Linked DNA regions of Sus scrofa: region 1 is linked to region 2. The links are chromatin contacts, called in public promoter capture Hi-C maps. All regions are on one chromosome and are shown on one strand. The core of a region is the stretch at or near the end of the contact, and the rest is flanking DNA. Distances in the headings are between cores, read along the strand shown.

Region 1 (2,700 bases), core at 156-2,655, 490 kb after region 2:
GCTCAGTGGGTTAAGGATCCGGCGTTGCCGTGAGCTGTGGTGTAGGTCGCAGATGCGGCTCGGATCCTGCGTTGCTGTGGCACTGGCGTAGGCAGGTGGCTACAGCTCCGACGCGACCCCTAGCCTGGGAACCTCCATATGCCTTGGGAGCGGCTCAAGAAAAAGGCAAAAAGACAAAAAGACCAAAAAAAAAAAAAAAAGATTCTCTACAACGAAGTTTAGACTTTATAATCTAAATAAAGAAGAAAATAACAAAGGCAACTAAAATTTTATTTTTAAGACAAGTTTTCGTCTATCAATAGCTCTTACAAACTATTACTAGTAAAGTTATTGACAACTCCACTAAGGTTTCTCAGTTAATTCGCAAAATACCAACTAACTCCTTTAGGTATATATATAATATAGCCTTCACAGGAAATTTTTAAGACATTATGACATTTGTAAGTTTTTGAAGATTATGCTCCCAAGGTGCAAGGAACTAAGCTGCCCTGATTTTTATCAGAGAAGGCATAGTTCACAATGGTCAGGGCTGACACCTGCATTTCACTTGCCTACTGCACAGAATACACACAGCAAAATAGGGCAGATTGCAATGGCCAGGCTGCTCTGTTTTTGGGGGGAGGTTGTTTTGTTTTTTGTTTGTTTGTTTTTTTAAGTGAACAGTACGTTATTACACGGAACAATCATTTTCTAACTTTACTGTCAGGGCTCTTAAAAAGCAGCCCTTGCGGAGTTCCCGTCGTGGCGCAGTGGTTAATGAATCCGACTAGGAACCACGAGGTTGCGGGTTCGGTCCCTGCCCTTGCTCAGTGGGTTAAGGGTCTGGCGTTGCCGTGAGCTGTGGTGTAGGTCGCAGACGCGGCTCGGATCCCGCGTTGCTGTGGGTCTGGCGTAGGCCGGTGGCTACAGCTCCGATTGGACCCCTAGCCTGGGAACCTCCATATGCCGCGGGAGCGGCCCAAGAAATAGCAAAAAGACAAAAAAAAAAAAAAAAGCAGCCCTTGCAATCTCCCTATCGAACTTTAGAGACGACAAAGCCAGCCAGATGCGGGATAATACCACCAAAACTGTGTCCCATCAGCCAGCATTCCCTGCAGCCAGGCTCGGAACTGAATCGAGGCTATGCACTGCTTTATAAAACAATGTGTAGAAAAATTGCTTATAAAATCTTTACTTGTAAACATTAAAGCAGCTGACCACTTGGTATTATAAAACCCCAGAGCAGTCCTAATTTGGGGAAAGCTGGGTAGCAGAGGGAGGGAAGGAAGCGATCTCCGACAGACTTAATTATTGGTCTTTTCTATTGACTGACCGTGCTAACCGTACAGTAGGCTGGAGCACCCACAAAAGGGGTCCCCTTTTTTACAGAGGTCCTCACCTTTTACAGCGTTCTCTGACTCCTGCATCTGCCCTCTTAATGCAAAGAAGAGGCTCTATGTGCAAGGATTTCTCCACACATAAATCTTTATTTTCTTTATCCTTATTTGCATATTTATCATAAAACGGCAAGGCTGCCCTGTCTTTGATCAAACGCAGTTACAAACAAAGCCTCAAAAGCAACGTCTTAATCTCAAAAGATGTTATAATGAATCAACTCGCTCTTTTGTCAATTCTTTAAACTCAAAATTTATATAAAATTGTGGTGGTGAGCCTGCTGTAGGATATACAAAAGTAGAACTATAATATTGTACACATGAAACATGTTATAAACCAATGTTACTTCGATTAAAAGAAAACAAACCTAAAAAAATTTAAAAGTTGTAAAGTTGAAAAAAATTCTATATAACATCTAAGAGGCTTCATCCTTCCTGGACCCGTACCTCCTCCAACGGGGAAAGAAAAAAAAGAATCAACTTGTCCCAGGAAGCACCAAGAACTTAAAAAAATAAGTGGCCAAGAGTTCCCTGGTGGCCTAGCGGATTAAGGATTCCGTGTTGTCACTGTTGTCGATCAGGTTTGATCCCTGACCAGTAAACTTCCACATGCCCCGGGCACAGCCGAAAAAAAAAAAAAAAAAAAAAAAAAAGGTGGCCAAATTTCAAAAGCTCACACAAGCTGGCATTCCCCCACCCCCATGAGGTGGTGGGAACGCCCCCTAACGTCTCCACGCGGCGCTGCTGAAATCTGAGGTTGCCAAGTGCAGACTCGCTCTTCCAGCAAAGCAAACCCTCTCCTCCCGAAAAGCGCCCCAGTCACCAAGCCAAATCGTCTTCCTGGCACAACATGCGGTGCTCAGCAGCTGATTGTGGCGTGTGCTCACACGAGGCCTTGGGGAAAAAAAGTTCAAGTAAAAAGCGCGGGCGTACACACCGGCTCTGGCGCCAAAGCCTGCCACGCTGCCTCCTGGCGCGCGAGTGAAAAGAGCCGCGGTGGCGCCCCCTGCCGCATGGTGACCGCTGAAACTCTTCTGCGGCCGCTAGAGGTCCCAGAAAGAACCGCCGCCCTCCCACCGGAAACTTGGTCAGGCCATCAACCCCGGGGACACCATCAACCCCCAGGAAGCTGCCAGCTCTGGGGTCACCTCAAGTTCCTGGAACACCATGAACCCCGGGGACCCGAGAGCCCCAAGATCCGCTCGAGCCCCTAGACGCCACAAACCCAGGGGATGCCTCGAGCCCCAAGACACTCTCAAGCCCCTGAGACACCATGAACCCTGCGTCCCCCTGCAGGTTCCAGATCACTTCAAGCCTCGGGGACGCC
Region 2 (2,700 bases), core at 179-2,678:
AAGACAATGGTTTATGGACTTGCATCCATTTTGTATTTTTGTAATATTTGTAAATATGAACTTTTTAAATTGTTGCAAAAATGGTTTCTTTTGTAAGATGTTTTCAACGTTTACATTCAATTCAAGCCTTTGTATATTTTAGAGCTGTGCAACACTTTAAGTCTTGTATTTATTTTTAGTAAAAATGGTGACAGTTTCATTGTGAACCCCTCTCCAAAAAAAAATGTACCAGAAAAGTTTGATTACCTAGGAAGTGTGTATAGAAACTGCAAATAAACGTGACTGCAATTAAAGAACTTGTTTCCCTCTTCTTTGTTACGTAATCGTATTCCTGGGGTCTTGCATACACCAAGTGTGGACGTAAGGGACAGAACCTGCTATGGCAAAAGTATGAGCAAAATCATAATAATAAATACTCTATCTACAATGGGCTCTAATCTCGCTTGTATTTGAGAGGAGAAAAGAAAATATTTCTCATGTCCAACATGCTTCCCTTGTAGCGCCTCTCTGGGCGCTACAAGATTTATATAGCTTTACTTCAACTGCTTTGCTTCTGAATTTCTCAGACTATGCCTCCTTCCCAAGGTGAGCAACCTCGACATAACCTAAGACGATCGCCACTAAGTAATGTCATGTACCTTTCATTACATACATTTACTGATAGTGTTGTAACTGCTGTGCTTATCCTAACTCACCACCCCCCTCGCTGTGCCCATTTTATTGATGGGAAACTGAAGCACAGAGCCGTTACCTGAGTTGCTCAAAGCCATAGCTCACTTAAATGTTGAGGCTAGGGTACAAACACAGCAAATCTGGCTCCAAGATCTGTGTCATCGCATAAAGGCATAACAACCTTTGAAAATAACCCTTCCAGGTTTGTACCAAACCACAATTGCTAAAGCCCGGCCCCTCCCCTTGCGAATTGAAGCACTGACCGCACACCTAGAATTAATTCAATGTCCACGTCTCTGGTACATCACAGAGGAAGGGGGAATTAAATTAAAAAAAAAATCTTCAAAGAATTAACCAACAAGAGGGGAGAGGCCAGACGCCTAAGTGCCTCAGCCCTGCGAGCCGCCTCCAAGAAACCCACACCGAAATACCCGCAAAAACTCCTCTCCGCCTCGGAGCTTCGCGTCTTCAGCCTATAGCGGGGCGCGGAACTGAACTCACCAACCTCTGCCAACCACCGCCGAGCTGCAGGTGCTCGGAAGCGGCCATTGCGGCTGCGCAGAGGGAAGCACAGCCCCTCCCCTCGGCCGACTCCCTAGCAACGGCCCGCTTCTCACGCGACGGCAAAGGGGTCCTCAGGATTGGTCGGCTTACGGCTCAGGCTTGTCTCTAGGCGGCCACTGATAGGCCAGCGGCCGGCCGCACGTGGCAACCTCCGTACGGTGGGTGGTCTCTGGTGCGAGAGTTGGTCCCCAGCTTCGTGGGGTCCGTGGGCTCTGCGGCGGGCGCATCACGTGGTCGGGTCCTATTTCCGGTGCGAGGACCGTTTCTGACCTCGAGTGACCCTAACCGTTTTACCCCCGCTGCTCGGGAGACGGCTCACCGCTAGCCGGTTCCCGCGCTCTCAGGAGGCTGGTTTGGCTGCTCTAGCGCCAGAAAAGGTCTGTGCTGTGACCCTTTTTCTCCCTCGTGGATGCGCTAGAAGCAGTTGAGGAGTGACTTGGCTTAATGGCTCCCGCTCGGGAGCGGGGTGGCGGGGAAGGAGGATTTTCCTGAGGGAAGAGAAAATAGTTACTTCCCGGGCAAAGCGAGTGTACGCCGCAGTTTCAGCAGCGCTGCGGCTGGAGTGGTTCGGTACGGTTCCGGGTGGTTTGGGATGGTTCCGGCTGGTTCGGGGTGGTTGCACTTGGTTCCGGGTGGTTCCCCCTGCCCCTCCTGGGCCAGCTCGTTGGCGCTTCTGAGAATTGGCCGCTTGTTGGCGGCTTGGTGCTGACTTTGTGGTAACAGGTGATCGTTTTTCCATCCTCTCTCTTTCTTGGCAGGTGTGGGGGGAGGTTGGGGGGGGCGGGAGACGATCAGACTTTATATAGACTTTTGAGTGTAAAGAATCTATTAACTGGAGAGTTGGTTCGTTATAACGTGTTTTGTGATGCAACCGTTGATTCTGAGGCTTTGATCGTAAGTGCGATTGATCAAAGACAGCTTCAGCGCAAAGATGTGGCTTGAGCGGGGTCCTTTGACAGCTCGCTCTGTCGGGGACTGCCTCTCTGCCTCGGCCTGGCTCTCCCGGAGGTCGGGCTGCTCCAGTTTGAACCTGCTTTAATGTTTACGAATCGTGATTTTACAAGCAGCTTTTCTGCACGGAGTTTTAGAAAGCTGGGCCATGGAATCGAGTGTGGCCGGCTTTATCCCCCGTCTGGCAGACTCTGTGCTCTCTCAAGTTTGCTGCGGACAGAAGGGCTACTTTTGAGTCCTGACGGGATTTTTAGAAAGTAATCAATGTGTTGACACAGTTTATTGGGAAAAGAAAAAATCTAGAGTGGGCTTGCTGTTGTAATCTGCCCTATTTACTGAGAATTTTGGGGTGAAACGCTGTTTTCATCTGTCGTCATTGTGATACGCGGATGGCAAGTGAATGCCTTGCACCTTGGGAGGCAGAAGCCTCAGGTGACTTTTGAAAAATGACTTTGATGTATCTTAAATGTGTCTTTCTAAAAACCCGATGTTTAGATTTCCTATCATAAAATG

The links. Promoter capture Hi-C pulls out the DNA fragments that hold promoters and counts their contacts.
Region 1: a contact with region 2 is called in a promoter capture Hi-C map of liver, with 14 times the contacts expected there. The contact joins the promoter of BEND2 here to the promoter of SCML1 in region 2. A contact is called at or near these places in 2 of 5 promoter capture datasets (fetal skeletal muscle and liver) and 3 of 47 Hi-C or Micro-C datasets (embryonic fibroblasts, liver and omental adipose tissue).

The regions. Positions count from the first base shown.
Region 1 is chrX:14,702,529-14,705,228 of Sscrofa11.1, forward strand. It overlaps BEND2 (BEN domain-containing protein 2), which reads right to left and starts at 1,406. Exons shown (of 17, transcript XM_021080613.1): 1 at 1,379-1,406. The coding sequence starts at 1,406.
Region 2 is chrX:14,208,793-14,211,492 of Sscrofa11.1, forward strand. It overlaps SCML1 (sex comb on midleg-like protein 1), which reads left to right and starts at 1,429. Exons shown (of 8, transcript XR_002340672.1): 1 at 1,429-1,613. NHS (Nance-Horan syndrome protein) reads left to right here. Exons shown (of 9, transcript XM_005673460.3): 9 at 1-293. All of the region lies in intron 1 of LOC110257735 (a long non-coding RNA gene), which reads right to left.